Linked DNA regions of Anas platyrhynchos: region 2 is linked to region 1. A link is a contact called in public Hi-C data. All regions are on one chromosome and are shown on one strand. Each heading gives the region's core, a stretch centred on a gene start, on an enhancer-like site or on the middle of the called end of the contact. The rest is flanking DNA. Distances are from core to core; before and after follow the strand shown. Region 1 holds the start of WNT4 (Wnt family member 4). Region 2 has its middle 150 kb from the start of WNT4.

The links. A called contact is a pair of places that touch in the nucleus more often than the background predicts.
Region 2: a Hi-C map of F5 follicle shows a contact between it and region 1, with 2.3 times the contacts expected there. The contact joins the enhancer-like site here to the promoter of WNT4 in region 1. A contact is called at or near these places in 2 of 8 Hi-C or Micro-C datasets (F5 follicle and subcutaneous adipose tissue).

What each region holds. Positions count from the first base shown.
Region 1 is chr22:8,199,197-8,204,486 of IASCAAS_PekinDuck_T2T, forward strand. It overlaps WNT4 (Wnt family member 4), which reads right to left and starts at 2,574. Exons shown (of 5, transcript XM_027443167.3): 1 at 2,254-2,574. The coding sequence starts at 2,330.
Region 2 is chr22:8,347,140-8,352,429 of IASCAAS_PekinDuck_T2T, forward strand. No RefSeq gene overlaps it. Among named protein-coding and RNA genes, the nearest start is that of WNT4, 150 kb to the left of the region's middle. Within about 2 kb of position 3,217, at least 1 of the 8 cell types and tissues checked has an H3K27ac peak or open chromatin away from gene starts, as enhancers often do. A contact at or near this core is called in F5 follicle, where this site is marked.

The DNA of each region.
Region 1 (5,290 bases), core at 1,324-3,823:
CGCTGCCACCCAGTGCACACACGTACGTGCAGAAGTATGCACCTGGCCAGGCGCGCACCCAGCACCGTGCGCCAGCTGGATCCAGCCTCCAGATGCTGGGCGCGGGTGGGCAGCACCCAGGCAGCACTGCGATAAAGCAGAGCACGCTGGAGCCCACACGCATGACACATGCAGCTTTGCAAAGACATACGAGGCATACTCATTCCTTGAATATCTGATAACTCCTGGGATCCTTCTAACTCTGTTTATTGCCTCCGGCAGCCTTTGTTTCTGATGTGAGAAGATAAACAATGGGAATTGTCTTAATCCTAAAGGCAAAGAATAAAAAGCACTGAGCGGGGGATGATCCTTTTATCACAATACATTTGTAACATCAAAAAGTTGAACCTTTCTTTTGAACGCACTGAGCTGTATCTGCTTTTCCTCCCCTGTTGGCAGGAATGAGCCCTCCGTTCTCCCATGGATGAACCCCCCACGCCCACCCCTCGTGCTGTGCTCTCGTCGTGCTGCAAGCATGGCTGGCTGCACACAGTGCTACCGCTTGTCGCAGTGAGCCACCCCTCTGCCTGCCTCATCTTCCCACTTCTCCCCACCAGCCCCAGCCCTGCAGCCGTGTGCCAGGACTCCCCCTCCACACACCCATGTGGAGCTGACCCTGCTGCTGTGGTTTAACACCGAACCCCTCCTTCACCAGGTGCTTCCCCATGCCCATCCTGGGCGAGCAGGGGCTGCTCCTCCCCGGGACCTGCCGTCATCCTGCAGGGCTTCCTCCGGACTTTCTCCCTGCGGGAAAAGCGCTCCCACTCTTTCCGATGTACCTTCACCAGAGGCGTGACAGCTTAAAGACTACCTTGATAGCTGCTGCGATCCACCCACCTCTTTGCTAGAGTCTATCGGAGCACAAGTCGCTCCATCTGGCAAAACAGGGGGGAGGAAGGCTGAGCGCTAACACATCCCAGCCAGCTGCCCGAGGGTGAGCACCTTTTCCCATCAGCAGGACACTGGGAGAATACTGCTGACCTGGTGCCAGCTTTCCCCAGCCGTAGGGAGCATCCTCCAAAACCAATCCACCTCCTGCAGTCTGCAGCAAGCCAAACCTAAAGGCAGGAGAGATGGGAATCACAGAGAGCACTCCACAGGGGACATGCTTCTGGGTCCATGCCTGCCTGGGTGTGATTGTCGGGAGAGTTGCAAGCCTCCAGGGAGCTTTTGTGTTGGCAGCCCCAGCCTCCAGCCCTGGGGACTCCCTGGGGGTCTGTGGTGTGCCTGCCCTTGCTGATGGAGGCCTGGGGAAGCGAGCTGGATGCGGCCCACACGCCCAGCCCGACAGCAGGTCCGCTTGGTGCAAGCACTGGGATCTGAGTTCAGCCTGCGAGCACAGCAGCCGGTGACGCTGGGAACGGGGCAAATAGTGTCTCCCAAAAGACAAGATTTATTAGGAGGAAGCCGTCCCTCAGAGCTTTGAGGGAACGCGCTGTCACACTCCGTCCCCTCTGCCCTGGGGGTCTCCCCAGAAGACAGCCCCTCAGCCTTGGCAAATGTGCAGGAATTTTCCAGAACGATTTCCACCCCTGTTTACCTTAGACATTATTTCAGTGTTTGCTCAGCGGGTAACCAATGTCACCGGGCTCCTCTGCAGCACGCAGCAGCCCCCCACGGCCCCTTGACTGTGCTCGGGGGGCAGCGGGAGCCAAGACACGCGCAGCCTGACCTGCAACGGGTCCCCGGGGCCAGCGCACGAGCGAGCCCAGCTCGGCCGCAGCAGCCGCCCTGGCCCTGCCAAGTCCTTCCCTGGACCGATGGCCCTCACGGGGCGCCTCGCCAAGCCCCAGGCCCTGCTCTGACCCGGGGGCCCGACCTCGGCTCCCCAGCGCAGCCCAAGCGAGTAACTGAAGAACAAAAGGCGAAAGAGGGGTCTTTCGTGCCCCTCAAGCGAGCCGGTGAGCGGCCTCGACGAGGCGCGGGAGCCGAGCAGCCGGGCAGGGTCTGCATCCCTGCAGCCCACCTGCCGGGGCCGCCGGGCCGCCAGCCCCGGCCCCGCCGGCTCGGAGGGGGCGACAGCCCGGAGCCCCCCGCGGGCTGACCCGGGGCCGGGAGCCCGAACTCCGCCGCCGCCCCGCTCCGAAGCTGGGCAGCGACGGGGCGCGACCCCCGCGGGGGGGATGCTGCCGGGCCCCGCGGCACCTGCTCGGCCGCCCCCGGGGGGAAGCAACAAGTGGCGGCGGCGGCTTCCCCTCGCCCGCGGCTACTCACAGCCAGTTGCTGGCGTTGGCCGAGAAGGTTGCGAGGATGATGAGCAGCAAGGAGCGCAGGAAATACTCCGGGCTCATCCTGGAGGGCAGGCAGGCAGGCAGGGAAGGAAGGAGCGGAGCGGAGCGGAGCGCGACGACGGTGGCGACGGCGGTGGCGGTGGCGGCGACGGCGGTGGCGCCCGCCCCCCCCGCCCGGCCCACGGCCCCCAGGCAGCCGCCGCCGCAGGTGGGCGCCGGGCAGGAGCGGCGGCGGCTGGCGGCGGGCGCTGCCCGGTAGATGCGCCCGCGGCGGCCGCCGAGCCCGACTGTCAGCTCGGCCGGCCCATCCCGGGATGGAGCGGCGGGCCGGGGGCGGGCCGGAGGCGGGGGCAGCCCCGGGGGCGGCCCCAGACTGCGGCTCCCGGGGCGGGTCCCGCCGCTGGGGACACCCCCGGGGCGGCACCGGTGGCGTCCCCTCGCCGCGCTGCGCTGCCCGCCAGCGATTCCCACCCCCCCCCCCCCCCGGTGCCGCTCCACCGCCGGCAGCGGGCCGTGGGGCTCGGGATGGAGCACGGTGGTGCCTCGGTTTTCCGTAGCGCTGGGAGTAACCTGGGCATCCCATGAACTGCCTCCACTTGTGTTGGAAGGAGTCTCCCAAGGAGAGGTTTCTGAGGGTTCGCCACAAATAGGCAGCTCTTGACTTCGTCATCTGCAAACTGAAAAGAGGGAGGTCCTGGGGGATTACCCTCAATAGGAATAGCAGCTGGAGCTGGCATCGGGACAGGGCCACACACCCTCTTTGTGTCACCACAGGTCTGTCCCTGCAGTGCCTAGTGCTGGGCTTTGAGCATGTGGAGGAGGATGCTCAAACAAGCATTAAGGATTAAATCCACACCTGAAGTTGTCTAGAAAGGTCAACTGCTGGGAATCCCAGCAGCCTGGTTTGCTGGCCCTGGAGGCCAGGAGATGCAGTGGGAATCCCCATCTCTTTCCCCATCTGCCATGTCTCCATCTATCCCCCACAGACCGCATGGGCACAAATGACTCAATTTAAAGCCAGGAGCAACACGAGATGTCATGAGACGGCTGCTTGGAGTGAAACCCAAGATCCCAAGCAGCAAACAACTGTGCACCAAATCTCCTCCTGTCAATGCTATTAGTTAGGTCCATTACTAAAACCTCTTGCTACCATCTCTAAAATCTTGCCAAGCTGGTTTGGAGCTATTCAAAATTCCCTTTGTCTTTTCAGCCCAATTTTCCTGCTCACAGCATAGCTGGAGCATACTTATTCAAAGCATGGCAACTTGCACTGTGCTGCACACATGCCTAAGTATATTACACCTACTTTAAAATCTGTGCATTAGTTCCCTGTCAAAGTGAGGATTTAATTTCAAAGCGCTTTGACGTATTTTCTAGCTCCTGACAGGCTGCAGCCCACCCTCACCTAGTCATTCATCTAGCTTCGTGTTCTTGCTGATGATCTTGGTTGAAAGCGGGACACTGGCTGGTGGGCAGGTGAATTGGAGGCTGTCGCTGTGAGCCCCGACTAGGTAATTCAGTGCAACTGGAGCTGATTAATCTGGCTCATTGTGCAAGACAAAACCGTGGCTTTCCTCTTGCTTCTAATGCCTCTGAGTGTTGAGTGAAGTCATCAGGAAGGCAAGACCTGGCTGAAAAGCTAATGGGTAAGAGAGGTTAGAGGTGCCTGGCTGGGCTGCCAGAGCCATGTAAGTGCACACAAATAGTGTGCACTCACAAGTGTTTGGACCTCAGGTGCCTTATTGCCCCACAAAAGCCAACACCAAAGAGTCCAACAGAATTCAGATGAGTGAGCATGGCCCTGGACCTCTGCAGGGGTCTCAGGGGCACCATGCATACCTGCGGCCCAAGGAGCATCCCTGGCTGAGGTGCTAATGCTGGCAGTGCTGCTGGCAGGCTCAGAGAATGCTGTGGCTCTTCCCAGAGCAGCCCTGATGTCAGGATGGCACAGCAGGTACCTGGCCTGGGCTGGAAGACTGTGAGATACGATGGTTTGATTTCGCAAGGTCTGGGCTCCCTCGCCTTCATTAGAGCCCCATGTGCTGAGGGGTCATGCAAGATGCTCTTCTGCCCCATGAAGTCCCCTCCCAGCACCTGGCTCTGAGTTAAGGGTTGGTTAGGTGAGCCAGGGAGATGTAGCAGATCGTGTGGTCTTCACCTGGTTCTTTTCTCTGTTAGTAGCAGCAGAGGTTGCAGCCACTTGGCCCTTGCACCCTTGGAGATTTGTGTTCTCTGCTTCTTCCCCAGATCTGCTCTCTCCTCCTTTACTTTCCACCTTCTGCCTGTGACATGTCTGCCTTGGTGCCTTCCCTTGGCCCAGGAGCTGCGGGATGTCCTCCTGCTGCTGCGGCGGGTTCAAGCCACCTGTCCCCAGGGGAGCAGGTAGAGCAGAGGGAACACCCCAGCTTACCCCACAGGAAGGAATTGTCCACACGTGGCAGATGTGGATTTGTGCATGACCATGAGGTTGTTTGCAGCAGTCATGGCATTAGATCATCTCCATGGGATGCGTCGGGGTTTGGGTGTTTGCAGGGGGATGGATGGGAGCCCTGAGGGGGGGCAGATGCAGCACATCTGAAGTTAGTCACCCTGAAGGGAAGTGCCGGGTGAGTTGTCTGCAGAGCTGATAACAGAGTGGCGGGGCAGGAGGGGTGTTTATTTTACATCCTCCATGGTGAAGGAGGCGATGAGTGTGAACGGATAGACTTTGGAAATGGCCACTCACCAAGAGCAAGGGGAATCCCTTGGCCCTTTCAGAGATGCCATGAAACGCTGCTCAGTGATTACCTGCAAACGAGATACTTTTGGCCTTGTGTTCAGAAGATGCCAGGTTGCTGTTGTGAAGACTTCGAAGCACAGCTTGTTTGGAGTTGAGAAAGGGGAAGGTAAAGAAAAGTGTTTAAAGAGGAACAAGGTTTCCTGGTCTTGTGAACTGGTTTAGAGTGGACACAGTGAAGCCACTCCTTTGCCACCCACACAGGACAGCATCCATGGGGTGACCAACCCTTGTCACCCCCAGT
Region 2 (5,290 bases), core at 1,967-4,466, 150 kb after region 1:
TGGTGGCCTGCAGCTCCTTCATGAGGGCAGTGGAGGGGCGGATGCTGAGCTCTGCTCTCTGAGGACAGTGACAGGACCCGAGGGAACAGCATGGAGCAGTGACAGGGGAGGTTCAGGCTTGGTGTTAGGAAAAGGTTCTTCACTGAGAAGGTGTTTGGGCACTGGAATAGGCTCCCCAGGGCAGTGGTCACAGCACTGAGCCTGATGGAGTTCTAGACGTGTTTGGACAATAGTCCCAGACATAGGGTCTAATTTTTGGGTGGTCCTGTGTGGAGCAAGGAGTTGGACTCAATGATCCTTGTGTGTCCCTTCTCAGAGGATTCTGTGATTCTGATCAGGCCAGATCAAGGTTTCTGGTTTCTATCCAGATGTGTCTACCCAGTGACCCTCCACACAAGAGCAGTGTCCCAGCACGTGCCATTCTTTTGCAGCTTAACTAAAACAACTTCCAAAAGCAGCCCTTAGCGATTCATGGGCTGGAGTAGAAACGCTATCTCGGTCACACAAGCCACCCACAAACTTTCTAGAGCTTTGCAAAGCTCTGGAAACCTTTTGGCATCTTATTTTTGCGTCTCCCCTCCATTTTTGAGATGGCACAGATGCCTGGGTGGTACAGTCTGAGGAGGTGCAAGGCGGACATGGTGGTAGTTTTTGCAGAGGGTGACTGTAGCTACAGATGCCATGCACAAGGACAGAACATCGCATACAGCCATGCAGCATCCTGCTGCCTGGAGCCAGTCCCAGAGAGAATGGGTGGGTGGCACTGTACAGCCTGCCCCCAGAGTGTGGGGAAAGGGCTCCTTCAGTCAGAGGGCTAAATCACTTCTCTTGCAAAGAGCTGTCTGGCAGATGGACCTTTTCCAGGTCTTCCCTGCCCAGAGAGACCCCAGAATAAACACCTCCAAGACACCAAGCCCCTGCTGAAGTGCCAAGGGAGAGAGGAGCAGGAGCAGGCAGCAGTACTGGGCTGGTGTACTCAGCCCTGCATGCAGGGCAGCCACACAAACCCACACTGTTGACAGAGCCAAAAATAACTCTGACATCTCTTTTTAATGCTATTTAGAAAAGCCTCCCTCTCCAAAATGGTTAGCTTCCCCAAAGACAAGATCAATATTTATAAATGCCGTAACTTCTGTGACCTGGTGATTTATAGGGGAAATGGGCTGTCAGGCAGGGTTGCTGCAGCCCCAGCCATGTCTTTGAGCATTAGTAGTGTCAGTCAGGTTAGCTGTGCCCCAGGGGAGCTAATTGGGACTGGAGTGGCTGGAGGAAGATGGCTGGACTGTGTAGGGAGGTTGATGGGCAGCTCACACGATGGATGAATTTTCCTGACATGAAAACGTAACAAATTCTTAATGAAATTCAGTGCCAGAGCTGACCCAGTCATGCTGAAGATGCCAACTACCACTGGCTAGTGGTAAGCTGGGGGGGTCATTTCCTGTGTCAGTAAGGGCTTGGGCTCCTCTGTGACAGCAGACAGGGAGTATGGGGCACCCCTGCTGAACAGTGACTGTCCCCACTTTCCTGTGTCCAGACAGATCAACTTTCCTCTTTTCAGGAGCATGCCCTGCCCACACAGAGAAGAGGCTCGTCTTTAGCCTCTTGTGTGTGTCAGCACATGGTAGGGACAAGCAGCTGTGGCATGATAATAGAGAGATGATTACCAGCAAGTCCGTAAACCAATTTTCCCTGATAAAAGAAACTGCTGTGCAACACCACTTTCCCAAGTGTCCTGTCAGGCATTTGGACTAGGATACCAAAGGTATAGCATGTGGGCAGCTGGTTGCTCTGCCTGCATCAGCTAGGGGTAGGTCCCACCTTGTTAGATGCCACCAGCAGGATCTCTCCCACTGGTCCTTCATTGATCCCAGGGGCCAGATCCCAGTCCATGAGAAATGACCCTTTTGAAGTGTTTGAGGCACTCCAGTAAAAACCCTCCTCTGTGAAGCCTGGAAATGGGACTCTTCCCAGGCAGGTGCACAGGGCACAGATTTACCCGTGTGGCTAAGCAATAGAGAACACCAAGCCGTTCTTTCTGCAGTTCAACCCTGCCAGCTGGAAAGAAGACCATGAGCCAAACTGTGGCACTACCTCTGCATTTGGCACCAGCAGAAGGTTGTTTGAGTCTCCATGCTCTGCTTGTCCACCAAAGAAAGCAAAATGTGGTTGTGGGAAAGCTGAGCACGCTTTCCTCTTCCAGGCAGCACCAGGCATTGGCATGCAGCAGCCTGTGTGTGATGAGGGCTGAAAAAGGGACTGGCAGGAGTCTCTGCCCTAGCAGGAACATGGTCCATACAACAACTGGGTTGGGACGTGCAGAGGGACATGTGCCACGGAGGTCACTTTGGAGGAAGAGCTGCTAAGTCAGCATGCGAGCACATGGCTGGAGCCCTGCCAGCACCTGCCACCTCTGGAAATAGCCCTTACAGAGAAGCGGGTTACAGGCATGAAGTCCCCTTCCCTTGTGTTATTATGCAGCACGTGATACATGAAATGCGTTGGCTGCAATCAGTCTAGGGAGAGTTGCAGGGAGGGAGGGAGATTAATAGGAAAACAAATCAGCATCTAGAAACAGAACAAATGGACAACTGTAGGGACCCAGACCACTGAGGATGCTGAATCACGGACAAACCCATGTACATGTATGGAAGGTAAAACAGGCTGTGTGCAGGGCTGGCCACCAGGATAAAGACATGAAAATGAAAGAAAACCCCTTTATTATCTAAATGGGGATATGATTTCTGGAAGAATAGACTCCTCAACCCTGGAATGGTGTGTGAAGCACGAGAACAGCTGAGAGAAGTGTTGATGAGTGCTGTCACCAGAAAAAAAAAATAGGAAAAAAAAAAAAAGAGTATAGAGATATAGTTTTTTACTCAAAGCCAAGACATAGGAGAAGAAATAGATACTTGATTCTGTAGCAGAGAAGTCTGCATCAGCATGGGCCTACAGAGGTAATAACAAGGAATGTGTAGGGGTGATGCCGAGAGAGGGAGCTCTAACAAAAAGGAAATGTCACAAGACTAACAGTTATGAGAAATGATTGACAAGTGGTAGCTGCTGGTGTTGAGACACAGTGGCTGATTGCTGTGCAGTAGACAGAAGGGAATAGAATGGGTAGAAAAGTGTGTGGCCTCTGGCCAGCAATGTTGGAGGGAGGGACTGCTCTGTACCCAGTGCCCAGCACAGCCTCTGGCTTGCAGACAAAGCAACGGGGATCCTGCTGAGCCATAGCCTTTGCTAGCAGAGCATCCACAGATAAGAAGGAAATTGTGCTTAGATAGAGAAGAAGCTGCTGACTGTGTCCTTTGGAAGGCACTGAATGCACCAGCTCACCACAGTGCATACACTGAGTGATCCCTGAAGAAGCCCCTATTGAGGGGCTTTGGAGATCACCTCTGAGATCACAAATACAAGTAGGTTGATCTGGGCATACCTTGTGCTGCACATGCAGATAACTCTGTAACTTGTTAGAGCACCAGCAAGGCCAGAAGGAGAGGCTCAAGAGATGCTACAAAGATCCCAACAGAAGGAGGAACTGGAGATGAGACAGTAATTTGTACTGCAATGTTGGTGAGAAGACAAATAATCAGTGTGACAGATAACAGCAACTCCTACCAGCACGTGAGGGGTGAGTTCTGGGCTACATTTAGGGTGGGATTTTGATTAAAGGAGGCCAGGCACTAATACTATACTGTAGGACTAAAGAGCTGACATCATGGACAGATGCCTAGGCATGTTGAGTTGAGAATGAAGTCATGCCTGGAGTGGCACCAGGGCTGAATACTGATGCCCAGCTAAAGATAAGGGCTGTGCCCCATCCTGAAAGAAATCTCTGCAGCCTCCTGAAACTCTGACCTATTTGTGAAAAGATAGGAAAAAAACTGATCACATTTAGTAATAGATCACAGGTGTGTGATCTTCCGCAGAGCCTGGGATTTGGATTTTCTAGAGATGATTCCAGTCAGATATCTGATGGAGAAGCTGAAGATGCTCTTTGCAAAGTCTGATGGCATGTTCTTGGTTATGTTCTTGGCATGTTCTGCTCAGACAGTGGGCCATCACACTCAGCAGAGTGGGTGCAGTCCAGCCTCCTGGATGCAAGACATCTTCCCCTACATACCACACAGAAGGGAGCAGGCATGGCAAATGCCAAGGAGATTATCCCCCTTATAAATCATTGCAATAGATTACAGTGAAGCCCAAAGCCCAGGAAGCTGGTGGACCAGAAACTACAAGCAGGCATTAGGAAATTAGTCTAGGCGCACAAAGTTGTGCTAGTGGTCCACCTCTTAAGTGAAAATTCAGTTTGGTTGGAGAAACACAGAAGTGAAATAATAAAAAATCAATTTTACAGTTCCAACTTCTTAATATGAATGTTGTCTTCCCCAAAAGACCTCATCAGACTGAGTTTTGTGTGTGATTTACCTGGAATAACAGTGCAACTTACAGACTCTGAGCACAACCTCGGGTTGTGCTGGCAAAAGCAAGAGGATAGAGCCAAAAGGGGTGACAGAGACTACTCTGCCACAAAACAGCTGGTCTCGTGGGAAGAGCGGGAAGGACTGACGTGGGAGGAAATGTGGAGTTTGGTACACGGAGAGTGCACTTTGCTCAGTACCTCCCAGTGTCTCCTCCAGGACAGCTTGGAGGGGTTGTGCATGGTGTTCTGCTCCATTAGTAATTACTTTATACCAGCACATGTAAATAATTATTCTGGCACAGCTTCTCAGCAGAGTGCTGTGTGCAGTCCTTTGGAGCCGTCGAAGCATTGACCCTGGAGCACAGCCTGCTCTGCTGGCTCCCTTGGAGGCTGATAGCAGAAGCAGATCTGTGTTTGCACACGAACAGGCTGCAAGTCCTTGCATGAACGGCACTTAGGAAACATATAGTGTATATGCAGGTGAAGCATATTTCCACGTGATCAAACTTGCTGCCTTTTAAGGTCCACTTCCTCCCAAGAACTGACTGTACAACCGACTCCTTTCCCTAAAATCTGACCCTCAGGGGAAGCTCTGGGGTTAAAAAAGATGGAAGGGAGAAATGCTTACAGAAAAAAAGAAGGTTGAAGAAGTCTTAATTACTTGATCACAGAATCACAGAATCATCTAGGTTGGAAGAGACCTCCAAGATCACCTAGTCCAACCTCTGACCTAACACTAACAAGTCCTCCACTAAAACATATCACTAAGCTCTACCTCTAAATGTCTTTTAAAGACCTCCAGGGATGGTGACTCCACCACTTCCCTGGGCAGCCCATTCCAATGCCTCACAACCCTCTCAGTATGGA